2 separate regions of the Rattus norvegicus genome follow, and region 1 is linked to region 2. Evidence: chromatin contacts called from public Hi-C data. All regions are on one chromosome and are shown on one strand. The core of a region is the stretch at or near the end of the contact, and the rest is flanking DNA. Distances in the headings are between cores, read along the strand shown.

Evidence for each region. Hi-C and Micro-C count contacts between places; a contact is called where the count stands out from the background.
Region 1: a Hi-C map of the A7r5 cell line shows a contact between it and region 2, with 2.3 times the contacts expected there. The contact joins the enhancer-like site here to the promoter of Slc23a2 in region 2. A contact is called at or near these places in 2 of 12 Hi-C or Micro-C datasets (the A7r5 cell line and frontal cortex).

What each region holds. Positions count from the first base shown.
Region 1 is chr3:139,923,075-139,930,319 of GRCr8, forward strand. It overlaps a transcript of Tmem230 not described here. Among named protein-coding and RNA genes, the nearest start is that of Tmem230, 24 kb to the right of the region's middle. Within about 2 kb of position 5,192, at least 49 of the 93 cell types and tissues checked have an H3K27ac peak or open chromatin away from gene starts, as enhancers often do. A contact at or near this core is called in the A7r5 cell line, where this site is marked.
Region 2 is chr3:139,843,249-139,849,667 of GRCr8, forward strand. It overlaps Slc23a2 (solute carrier family 23 member 2), which reads right to left and starts at 4,095. Exons shown (of 16, transcript NM_017316.2): 1 at 4,030-4,095.

The DNA.
Region 1 (7,245 bases), core at 3,942-6,441, 81 kb after region 2:
AATGGGTATTTGCATAAAAAGATTTTTGTTCCTTCCCTGTGAATAACCTGACAAGTTCCACTCCTACCTCACTCCTGCCTGGTCCCTCAGTGCTGTGTTTTGTTTCTGTTTGTGCCGTTGCTTTGGAGCAAATGTGGCAGAAGAACAGAGCCTTTTCGGAAGATGCCTGGGCGTTCCTGTCTGCTGTTATTGTCTTCCGGAAGCTGTGGAGGCCCCATTTCTAGGTGGAAAGCAATGGGGTGGTTGTCAAGAGGCACTAAAACACAGATGGCCATGTCCTAGATGCCGCAGAAATGATGGCGAAATGTGACGGTGGGAGTCAGTCATTTGTCATGAGTGACTGTCTCAGTTCAGGAAGTGTGCACCACTGACCTGTACATGTCTACCACAAAACATGCAGAACAGATGAGCAGTGGGCGTGGTTCTACGGAGCTGGAGGCAGGTGGGGTTTGAGTATGGGTTATAAGTACAGGGAAAGAGACATCATAACAGAACGCACGTAGATATCAATATCTGCATGTAGAGAAAGAAACATATGGAAAGATAGATATCTGAGGCATATGCACACACCGCAGGTCATGTCTCTGTGTGAGATAAATACAAATATTCTGATAGGGAGAGAAAAGAGAGGGCTGATAATTTGAAAATATTTTAAAAGTTTATTGTTGCTGTTCTTTCTAAATTATTTATGACTATGGAAACTTCCAAATAAGCCTAGAAATATCTACTTTCTCTCTCTCTCTCTCTCTCTCTCTCCCTTCCTTCCTTGTTTCTTTTGTTTGTTTGTTTTGTTTTTGTTTATTTGTTGTTTGTTTATTTTGAGACAGGGCTTCTTTGTGTAGCCCTGGCTATCCTGGAACTAACTCTGTAAACCAGGCTGGCCTTGCACTCAGAGATTTGATTCTTGCCTCAGCCTCCCGAGTGTGGGGACTAAAGGTATGGGCTACTACTGCCCAGCTTAGAAATATTTTTTTTAATTTTTCATGGAAATACTTTTATAAAGTTGGCATGAAGAACAGCATGTACACTACAAGTGTGATAATAAAAATGTTCAAGAATATAAGCCATTGGCACTCCACAGTTACGAGCACGTGTTACTCAAGCAAAGGACCTGGGTTCAATTCCCAGCACCCACACGGTAGCTCACGAACACCCTTAACTCCAGTTCTAGGGAATCCAATGTCTCCTTCTGACATCTGAGGGCACCAGCCATAACCATGCCACATCTATATTTATATCTACATCTGTCTGTCTGTCTGTCTATATGTAGGCAAAACATTCATACACTTTAAAAATGTCTCCTGACAAAACTTGGAGTGTGATACACAAACATGGTTAGGAGAGTGGAGTACATGTTCACTTTTATTTATCATTGAAAACTGTTTTACGGTATTTATCTATAAACACTATTAAAAAAGTAAAGGTTGAATAGCTGGGGGTAATGTAAGAGCCTGTAGTCTCAGCTACTGGGGTGGGGGTGGGGGTGGGGGTGGGGGTGGGGGTGGGGGTGGGGAGGGGTCCCTAAGCAGGAAGGGCACTTGAGCCCAGGAGGCCAGAGCCAGCTAGAACAATATCAACCAAAATAAACAATAAAAAACCCCAAAACTCTTGTAGAGAGGGAGAGAGGAAGGGAGGAAGGAGGGAGGGAGGGAGGGAGGGAGAGAGAGAGAGAGAGAGAGAGAGAGAGAATGCTGAACATCCTATCTCAGTTTCCTTTTCTGCTGCATAATAAAACATTAGCCATAACCAGCTTGGGGAGGAGGGGCTTATTTCTCTCACTCCTCCCACGTCATACATGCTCTGTGAGGGAAATCAGGGCAGGAACCTGGAAACAGGAACCCAAGCAGAGGCCATGCAGGTACGCTGCTTCTGGGCTGGCTCCTCATGACTCACGGGATTCGCTTTCTAATATAGCCCAGGACCAGCTGCTCCGGGGGTGGCACTGCTCCACAGTGGGCCATAGCATCCCACATCAATATTTTACCCAGAAAATGCTTCCACAGGTGTGCCTCAGGTCAATGTGATGGGGGCATTTTCTCAGTTGAGGTTCTCTCTTTCCAAACGACTCTAGCTTGTATAAAGTTGACAGAAACCTAGCACAAGTACCAACAATTTAATTCAGGACCTGGTGGTTAACTCCTGTAATCGCCCCTCTCAGGAAGCTGAGGCAGAAAGAACTATCTAATCAGGGGCAGCATAGGCTACATAGTGAAACCCTGCCTCAGAAAACAAAGATTAAGATCGGCTTTGGAGGATGTGAGTGTCTGAAGCCCTTGGGAGACACTAGGGCTTGCCTCTAAGTTCCCAGCAGTATGATAGGTAAGCACTGATACAGTGCATTCTGAATCTTCTACAAGAAATCAGGCCAGAAACTAAAACAAGAAATCACTAATAGGTCAGAAATGAAAAGTGATGACTAATTGTGTCAGAAAGCAAGATGAGAACATGCTGATTCATTTGTATCCATTTCCTCTCTGGAGGCCAGACAGCCTCCTGTCTGGGCCTTCAGAAAGCAACAGGCCTAGGCACTCTACTGTCTGTGTTAGGATCTTCTACATGGATCCTGACTGTGAGGTTCACTGGAAATTCAGCAAATTTCTGAATGCACAATGGCCAAAGAATAGTTCAAAATAAAAGACCTAATGCATGGAGCCATTGCTGACGGTGCTCACCCGTGCTGCACTTGCAATGTCACCTAGCCTTGGTTCTGAACACACAGCAGCAGCGCTCTGAAACACCAGGACATAGATTCTGAGCGCTGTATGCTCTGCACTGCAGAGGTCTAAATGAGCATACACAGTCCTTTTTTTTTTTTTAAAGATTTATTTATTTTATGCATATGAGTACACAATAGCTGTCTTCAGACACACCAGAAGAGGGCATCAGATCCCATTACAGATGGCTGTGAGCCACCATGTGGTTTCTGGGAATTGAACTCACCACCTTTGGAAGAGCAGTCAGTGCTCTTAACCCCTGAGCCATCTCTCCAGCCCCAGAGCATACACAGTCTTCCGCTCCTAGAGAAACACAATAATCAAAGACTTTAAAACCTTTGCTTGAGTTGCTGTGTTAAGCCTTATTATTATTTTTAAATTGTTATACAAAGGACTAGAGAGATGGCTCCGTGACTAAGAGCATGAACCGCTCTCACAGAGGACCTTATTTGGGGTCCCAGTACTCATACTGGGCACTCACACAATCACTTGGGACCCAGGTTCCAGGGGAATCTGATGCCTCTCACCTCCATGGGCACCAGCACATACATCTGTAAGAAATAACATCTATGAGTCTTTTCTATTAAATCCTATACAACAAGGACAAGGAATAAAAATATTTTATCTCCCTCACGCAAGATGTTCACGCAAGTGTTTTGCTTCCTCTGATTCATTAAAACCTTTGTTCTATTCTAGGATTTGATGTCCTGGAGCAGTGACCCCCGTCTTAGTGCAGAGCCTCCTTTCCCTTTTGTCCACATCCCTGTGTGCCAATTCATTACTGACCAACCAGCCAATTGAATAAGATTGTGAGGTCAGACCCCAGCCAATGAGGAAAATCACATCCACCACCTGAATTAGAATAAAAACCAGATGCAATTCCTATCTACGTGTATTTGCTCTTCTGAGCACTCTCTCTTGATCGAGAGCAACGTTCGTCTGTCCAGACACTTCAGCTGGGATGGTGGGTCCTTTCTTTTGTGACCTCAAACTTATTTCTAATACCCTCATACAGATACAAGCACATATACATGATTAAGATGATAAGTCTTTATTATATAGCCCAAGGTGGCCTTGAACTTTTTTTTTTTTCCTTCTTTTTTTTTCGGAGCTGGGGACCGAACCCAGGGCCCTGCGCTTGCTAGGCAAGCACTCTACCACTGAGCCAAATCCCCAACCCCATGATAAGTCTTTATAAAGGAAGTAAAAATATTAAATTAATTTGACCTGCGATTCAGAGAGGATCCCCAACAGTTTCTGAAATGGCCCTCGACATGCTTTGGTCATTTTATGTTACTAAGTTACACAAATGGCATCTCAGCACTGTAAAAGTGAAATGTCAGTCACCTCTGAAACACCCTGGAGCCCCCTCTCCATCTGCAGTGTTGAACATTCAGCCAACACTTCCTTACACAGACAGAATAGCATCGGTGTCATTAATATGCAATTTTGCTTTTGTGTTTAATAAATGGTAAGATTATATGTGCATCACAAATGTTTAAAGATAAATGTTTGATTTAGTATCAGTAGATGTTTGACGGTGTCTAATATCTGTGTGTGTTACAGCATAAACACGGAGATATGAGGAGAAATCGTGGGGGGTCAGTTCTGTCCCTCTACCTGTGTGTCCCAGGGATCAAACTCAGTTGTTACGTGGCAGGCATAAGTATCTGCTTAGCCATGGGCTCCTTATCCTACCATGTAAAGATCTTTCTACAAATTTAAGCTACCTCATATCCCTGATCAAAAGCCTTTCAGGAGGGCCTGTTAAATAGTCAAGTCTCTCGTCTTAGGCTGGCATTGAGTAAAACTAACCAACTTCCACTTTGTAATTGTGGAGTTTTTGAGCAGGTTTCTCTGCCCATGGCGATGGCCCAGGGAAGCCCACACGCATGATCCATGGTGGCAAGGCAGGACAGATCCTGGGATGTCTCTACTTGGGGCTCTTAGAGAAGAACTGGTCATGGACGTGAGCTTGAAGCATCTTGAGAATTTGACTCCAACCTCCCTGGGCTGTTTGATGATCAAGAAAGAGGTCAAGTAACCTTATAACTGAAGTTCACTCCCAAGAAACAGGCTCGTTCCTCTGGTCATTGTGGCCAGCAGACTCAAACAGACCCATTAGAGACCTGAGAGCCCTCTCTTGGGTTTTTAGGAAGAAACAGGTCAGCCAGTTTGGGGAGGCCAGGAAGAAGACTGTAAAAGAAAGAACGACCCAGTGCATAATCACTGGTGCTTGCAGGCTGCCGAGGAGGGAGAGAAAACTGGAGACTATGCTGACACAGGAAGGGCTGGCCATGTCATTCAACCCTGGTCAGAGGAGTATTCAGAACAGCAGTTCCCAAATCCCTTCTAAATTTTAGTCAAACTAAGTGGTGTTTTTAAATTTTTGCACTCTCACGAGCCCTGGATGAATCACTGGCTCTTTTTGGAAGCAGCTGTATTTTGGGATCGTTTTCAGGAGTTCTTTAAATATCCTGAATGCTCCACTTACAAGGGTGACTCAAAAGGAATCTTTTCCCTGGGGAGGGGGAAAGGGAACTGGTGTTGACTGAGGGGAGAGCTTGTTTTGCAAGATGAAAGGGTTCTAGAGGCAGAGTGCACAGCAGTGTGCATGTTAACACGACAGATCTGCGACTTGAAATGCTAATGTTGGACCAGCGTGATGGCTCAGACTTGACAGTCTGTGCTAGTCCCCTCATCCCACATGGAAGGTGAGGAACAGACTCCCCAGAGCTGTCTTTGCCACAGTGTACAGCTGCACTCACACATGCACATGCGTAAATAGAGGAAACACATAAATGCACAAATAAATGTGATTGATTTAGGAAGTGCAACACTATGGTTCTTAAGCATAATTTTAAAATTCCGTAGAATGCTGGTATGTACATATATCTGAGTTCCTCCAGCTATGAAGTTAGGATCGAGTATATTTTATGTCAATTGTGCCCTAGTAAAACTGGTTTTTGTTACTTGTTGTTTTTGTTGTTTTGTTTGTTTGTTTTTTGAGACAGGGTTTCACTGTGTACCCCTGGCTATCTTGGAACTCACTCTGAAGACCAAGGTGGCCTTTGAACTTATAGAGACCTGCTTACCTCTGCCCCAGAGTACACCACTGCTACCCAGCTGAGTTTTGTTTTTTCAAGACAGACTCTTTCTATATGCAGTCTTGGCTATCCTGAAACTCTGCCTGATGGCCAGGCTGGAACTTGAAGAGATCACTTGCCTCTGCCTCACCAGTGTGGGAATTGAAGGTGTGGGCCACCAATGCCCAGCTAGCAAAGGTGATTTTTAAGAAGAATTCTTTCCCCACAGCACAGAACCTCATGGTATTCTGTGTGGTCATGCTTTAGAACGCCATCACGATCCCAAGCGCACCCCTAACATCTGTTCCCTTGGACAAGGAGTGTTCTAAGGCAGATACTCTAGGGATGGTGTGATGCAAAGACTGGACAGACATGACCTGGCGGGGTGGATAGGCCCACCAATAGCAGATGCATGCTATGTACTCTCTGATTCACTTACTGCTCTCGGTAAACATAGTTAACAGCAGCTTGGGAATTTGAAGTGATACAAACTAAATAAGTCTGTAGTTCTGTGCATTACACTCTAGCAAGGGGACACAGTAAATGTGTGTGTGTGTGTGTGTGTGTGTGTGTGTGTGTGTGTGTGTGTACATATACAGTGTAGTATATACTGTGACAGCTGGTGGTGAGGATTTAGAAGGAAAACAAATCAGATTCAGGGATCAGGAGCATGGAGGATGACATCTGAGTGACCAGATCACAAATGGACCACACACAAAGCACTGCTGCCCCAGGGAAGTGTGGTCTCCGGAATGTGATTAGGGAAAGGTACTCAAGGGAAGGGAGAAGGGAGGGGACCAGTACATCAATTATAGGCAGGATCAGTGTTGCCAGCATGTGGTTTGTGTGGTCACATAGGAACCTATGCACAGACGGTCTTAATGTTCTACCAATATCCTGAATCTTTGTTTAATGATAGATTTTTTTATTTATTTAATCTGAGATAGGTTCTAGGGATAAGAACTTTTTACACTTGCTTAGTACACACTGAACTGACAGCCACCACCTCAGCCCTGGGCTTCTTGTCCAAGTTTCCTTTCTATTGATTTTCCTGTAGATATCTATACATAACTTCTGTATAAATGGCCATTTTAGAATGCTGTTTAATGTCAGAGGGCAGGATTTCTTCAAGACCCTCTGAGACTCTTTCTGGTTTATGCCATAGCTCTGATCTTTAGACAGTCTTTTTTTAAAGATTTATTCATTTATTATATATAAGTGCACTGTAGCTGTCTTCAGACACACCAGAGAAGGGCATCAGATCCCATTACAGATGGTTGTGAGCCACCATGTGGTTGCTGGGATTTGAACTCAGGACCTCTGGAAGAGCAGTCAGTGCTCTTAACCACTGAGCCATCTCTCCAGCCCTGTTTCAGCCTTTTGTGAATGAGACTTTGTTGTACTGCTCAGAAATGAATAAGATAAGTATTAGCTACATGTACCTA
Region 2 (6,419 bases), core at 2,845-5,344:
AGCCAGATGCAGGGTCAAGATAAATAGTAAAAGGCCCACGAAAGGTACAAGCTAAATAAAAGCAGCCCTTAAGTATGAAATAGCCAACCACCTGGAACGTGTGACAAGATAGAAATAACAAAGCCAAGAAGAGAATGACAAGAATACCAGACAGTGCACAAAGGGCTCCTTTAAACCTAGCAGCTTTGGGCTTAACCTGGTCAAGAATCACAGAAGTAAATGAGCCCCAGACACCACACACGCACACATCCTGACATATGCAGAGGCACACGCGCACACACGCGCACACACGCGCACACACACACACACACAAGCAGCTATAAGCATGTGCGCATATGCATGCAGTCAGATGCACATATATACCCTGACACATACACCGATACACACCTTTTCTCAGCAGAGACCTGGAGGAGCAGCAGGGTAAAAGAATGAATCAGAGACCAAAGGACTCTGGGGAAGTAAGACCTGTAAACAGGTTGGGGGAAGGCTTAAAAAGCATGGGTGGGGGGGCTGGGGATTTAGCTCAGTGGTAGAGCGCTTACCTAGGAAGCGCAAGGCCCTGGGTTCGGTCCCCAGCTCCGAAAAAAAGAACCAAAAAAAAAAAAAAAAAAAAAAAAAGCATGGGTGGGGGCACACACCTTTAATCCTACCACTGTGGGCAGAGCCAGGCAGATTTCTGAATTCAAGGCTAGCCCGGTCTACAGAGTTCCAGGACAGCCCAGACTACAGAGGAACCCTGTCTTCAAAAAAATTTTTAAAAAGTACGAGAGTAAACAAGGTTTTCTTAGCTTACACCTATAGGTTCAAAGTGTGTATAAAGACAAATTACTGGTGATGACTTGATTTTCTTAATTGAAATGAGAAAACTCCTTAAACTATCAGTAGGCTCAAATCCCTGATGGAGCCCAGGTTTCTTTAGAACCATGGTAGAGTTGACAATTGTACTCAGTACTTCCCATAAGCAAGGAACTAGACCTTAGACCTTTTGAGTACAGATGTCTTGGTTTTAATCCAAAAATGGTTTGTTCAGTAGCATCAGCCACCTAATGAACTGAAGAACCGGTGACTGAGTTGGGGGCAGGCTTACTGTCTAGACACAGAGCTCATTCCAAAAATGTCAAGTCCTCTAGACTGCTATACAAACGAGGGAGGCAGTATGGCATTCAAAACTACGTAGACCAGGGCTCAGTGGTTAAGAGCACCGTCTGCTCTTCCAGAGGTCCTGAGTTCAATTCCTAGCAACCACTCGGTGGCTCACAGCCACTTGTAATGAGATCCAATGCCCTCTTCTGGTGTGTCTGAAGATAATGACAGTGCATTCATATAAATAAAGTAAAACACCAAAAACCAAACACTACTGAAACCATCCCCACTGCTCTAATTTTTTTCTTTCTGAGACCATTACATTTCTCCCTTCCCTTTCCTACTCCCAAACCCTCCCATCTACCTCTCCCCTCTCCTTCAAATTCATGTCCTCTTTCCTCACTAATTATTAATGTGTACATGCATATATATTCCTACATATAACCGTTCAGTTACTTGTATGTGTGTTTTCAGGGATGACCATTTGGCACCGAACAACCAATTGGTATACTCTTCCCTGGGGAGGCCCACCTCTCCCATTCCTGGCTTTCCTCAGTTGTGTACAGTTCTCTGTGCAGGGCCGCACCCTTGTGACCTTTTCCCCATCCACTCTGGCGTGCCCACTGTTTAAACTGTGTGTAGGTGGTATCCCGAGTGTGTTGTCTCATGTGTGTGCAGTGTTCACACCACAGAGGCCAGAAGAGGGCGCCGGATCCCCTGGACTCAAAGGTGATTATGAGACATCATGTGTGCTGGGAATTAAAACCCAGATCCTGTAATCTAAAGGGGAAAAAAAGCAGCCAGTGCTCTTAACGGCCCAGCCATCTCTCCAGCCCTCTAGTTAAGTACTTCCATGACTAGCTTTTGTTTTTGTTTTTAAATTTTCTGGCTGGACATGGTGGTATGCACCTTAGTCTCAAAACAGGGATGTGGTGGATCTATGAATTCTGGTCAGCCGTGTCTCAAAATACATAAATAAATACTATTTACTTGTGTTGTTTTACAAGGCTAGGTCTTGCCCTTTATCCCGGGCTGGCTTGGAACCTGTCATCTTCACCAGCTGGGCTGAGTTGCTAAGATTACACATACATTTACACCACCACACTCAGCCTAACTGCTTTTTAGTGGATGTTTTAATCTCAGCATAATGTGCCCTACTCAGAAAACTAAGTACCAGACAACTATCTAGAACAAGGGGAAAGGGCTGTAACTTTAAACTGGAACTTAGACGCTCTCCCTGAGTTTGAGGCTGGCCTGGAGCAAGTTTCAGGTCAGCCAGGACAAAAAAGAAAAGAATGGCACTACAAAAAGTTCCTCAAACACCCACTTTCTTTCCTCCCTTTCCTTTTTTTTTTTTTTTTTTTTTGTGGGGGTGGGAGTGGTATTGGTCAAGACAGGGTTTCTCTGTGTTGCCCTGGCTGCCCTGAAACTGTTTAGAGCAAGCTGGCCTTGAACTCAGAAATTCTGCCAGTGACTCCTGAGTGCTGGGGTCAAAGATGTGTGCCACCACTGCCAGGCGAACACCTACTTTCTTACAGAAATTATTTCCCACAAGAAGAAAACAGGGGCGGGGGGAGGAGTTAGATATACCCTGATATAAAAAGAAAGGATCAGTTAGCAGTTAAGCAAAGGGCATTGTCTAGAAAGCAGATACCTCATGCCTCCATGATGTCTGCCTGGGAATGTTCAGTGTCTCCTTTTAACTACCAGATGTGTCATGAGAGCTAACAAGGTGCACAGACTCAACTGCCCAGAGCTATTAACTTTTGGATGAGTTAAGCATAAAGAGTAGTTGTACATTCCAAAGTGACCCTGATAAGGTCAACTATAACCCAGTAGAGAATCCTGAACTTCTAAGAGGTGAAGCCTCTCACAAACTTCACCTGGGTCAAACACCTCAAAGGAGCAGGCCAGCAAAGTCACACAAGATGAAAGGACAGATGCAGAGAACCAGAACAGGTGAGGCCTGAGCCCAGTAACACTCAAATACAGAACACAGAAAGATTTCAGCCACCTAGCCGAGCTAGCCTTTAGAAAGGAGAAAACTGCCTAAGGGAAGTCACATGGCCAGTTAATGACAGCTCAAACCAGGCTGTCTCAGGACTCAGATCCCAGATCCTCACATCTCCTTCCTTCAGAGGACCCAAACGTCAGAAGGGATAGCATCTTTCCCGTCATCCGGTCTCCCAGCACTACAAAAAGCAGACTAACAGCTACTGCAAATGCCCCATCCCCAGGAAGCCTTCAAAAAGCTAACTTTCTTCCCTCTGCACTTGCCCTCACTTACCCTTTGCGCTGAGAGAATCTGGACTTTTCCCATCAGACCTGCTTAAAGCCCCACATCCTGAATGAAGGCCGAGTTCCTATAGGTTACACATCTAATGGGACATCTCCGGCCAAAGGGTGGTGACAATTCTTCACCTTCAAGTTATCACACTCCAATGTCAATTTCTCGGTCAAGACCAGAGGCAACAAGGCGACCCGGGACCCCTGCGGGGCAGGCCAGCGGGAAAGGTCGCGAGGTTGGAGCAGCGGCATCTAAAATTACTCCGTGTCGCCTCCGCAAAGAGGGAAGGAAACCAGACTGGAAACAGCACCGCCACCCCCGCCCCTCGGGCTGACCCTGAATCCCCGGGCGCGGGGATGCAGGGCTCACCACCTGGGGAGGGGCGAGCTGCAAGTCACGCAGCACGCGGAGCCCACGGTGGCTGCCCCCGGGGCACCCGGCGGGGCAGCAGCGAGCGCTCGGGACACGCGGCCTGACGCGGCAGCCGGGGCTACCGGGCCGCGCGAGCCGGCGTGGGGGCACAGGCCGCGCCGCGGGTGGGTGACAGCGCGCGGGGGCCGCGCGGGCCGGCCTCGTGGGCTCGGTTAGCAACCCGGGCTGCCGGCAGGTGCTGCCGCGGGCTCGGCGTGGGGCGTGGGGCGCGGCGGCCCGGCTCTCACCTGCCTGCAGCTCGCTGGGCTCGCGTCCCGCCGATCGCACCGCTCGCGCCGCAGTGCCTGCCGCCGCCTCGGGTCCCCGCGGCAGCCGCCTGCAAAATGGCGCCGCGGAGGGGCGGGCCGGGGGCGGGAGCCGCGCAGCCGCCCGCCCCGCGCGCCGGCCCCTCCCCGCCCGACCCCCGGCTCCGCCCGCGCGCCCCGGGGCGCGGAGCGGCAGACCCTTCCCCACACACCTGCTCCGGGGCCCGCCTGGGAGGCTCGATGCTCGCCCGCTCTCCTCTCCAGAGACTCCTTTTTACCCTGCAGGACCCCGAGTCCTGAGATAGCCGCGGGGTGACAGCGAGTGGGGTGCAGTGCACCCGGCCCAGTGGGTTACGCGCTTTAAAGCAATTTCACGGCTTATCCACGCCGGCTTCCGAACTCGCTGGGAAAGAGATCCTCCTTGCTTATGCTGACGCGGGAGAAGATACCAGGCTTGATATCTCTGGGGCGTGTGTTTTGATAAAGCGGGTTTGGGGGCAGCCTGCGATTCTGTATTTCTCAAGTGCCCCCCAGGGGATGCCTGCTGGATGGGCGCTTAGGCAGTTGAGTCAAAAGGCTGTGTGCCGATTAACCCATAGCTCTTAGGCTGGGCAGTCTTGCCCAGAGGGCCATTAAAGACTGGATACCAGCCCAAGAGGTGCTGAAACTGGGTATTTGAAGTATGGCTTCAGAATTTGCGTTTCCAGGAAGTTTCTAGGTGATGCTGCGGGCGGTGGTCTAAAATACTAATTTGTAAGGTACTGTGAAAACTGTCCTTACCTCCACCAAAACAAACAAACAAAACCCTAATAATTAGCTCTTTCTTCTGTCTTCCATCTTGAAACCACGGTCTTGGTTGTTTTTCTAAACCATCCCCAAGCAACTCCGGAGAGCCATAAAGAATGGTCGAGCACGTCTGACCTCACCTAAAAAAAAAAAAAAAAAAAAAAAAAAAAAAAAAAAAAAAAAAAAAAAGCAGATTTTAATTCCTGACTTGTTTATATTTGAGGACTGGGGGCACACTGTAACCAGCAAGGACAGGCATTTTATAAAGTAGGCTAGTGCGCACGAACTGAGAGAATCAATATGTAATTCTCTAAATCTTCTCACACTAAAATAAAACCAGTGAGGCTTGGTGGTGCACACCTCTACTCCCAGCATTTTGCAGGGGGAGGTAGGAAGACAATGAATTTTAAGTCAGCCTGGGCTACTTAGACCCCTGTATCAAAAAGCTAAAAAGCAGTAAATTGAATTGTAAAATCCAGTATTACTCTGGAAGACCATACGTGAGTTTTTCATCTCCACTGAAAACGAATAGATGGTTCTGTAACCAGAACCGGAGAAACACACAACTCTTTCTATGCCAGAGTTTCCAGCCACCCTTAAAACATAATGTGTGTGTCCTGCTCAACAGTGTGGAACCTTCTGGAATAGAAGGGCTGTTCCAAGATCAAGAACCCCTTATCTCTTCAGTTCATCTCTTTTCTTAATTTTTGTTCGTATATTGTCTCCCTCTCCCTAACTCTCCATTTATAGTTTTTCTCCATCCTAAAGCTCTACCTCATTCCCGGTTTCTCTCCTCCCTCCCTGGCTTCCTGTATCTCTTCCTCCCCCACCCTCAGCACTGAACCAGCACTATAAAGCACCATCAGTCTCCCTCTTTCTCAGACGTCATCTGTGACCTTCTAAGTGCCAAATCCCTTTGCCTGTTTACAGATCTTTTTTTTTTTTCCCTCTCTTCCCTGGCTTAGTAACATTCCATTGACTAACCCCTCCTGGAGATGTTTGTATGCGATAAAGCCACTCAGCCTTTCTAACTGTCCCACACTTTTCCACCCAGGTTAGTAACAGAAGGATTTCTCAGGCGTGGGTTTCTAGAGACATTGATCTCCTTGATGCCCTCTTTCCTTTCTCCTCAGTCCCCTACCCACCCACCACTCTCTGCTTCTCACAATCCTCTTCCCCCATTACCTCTCTTTCCAGTCATTTCTGAACTTCTAGACGCACGTCTGGTGATAACTAGACAACTTCCCAAATGTTTCCAGACACTATAAATACACCATTGGTACCCCCAGCGTGTACACGTACCAAGTCAAACCACCGTGTATCAAAACTTTCCAAGCATTAGAATAATTCCTGGTTTGAGAGTGCCAGGACGATTATTTAGGGTACTTTTGTACTGAACGTTTGCAGAGCCTTGACTGTGCCACTCGGTCCTTCACATTACACAATTATTTACATGGCATTTGCATTGCCTTTGGAATTACAATAGTCTGCACAGGTTGCAGTAGGTTATAGGCAAAGTGTGACATTGTATAGAAAGACTACCAGTCTAGCCTATCTGAGGCTTTCAGTATCCTGGGGAGAGGGGT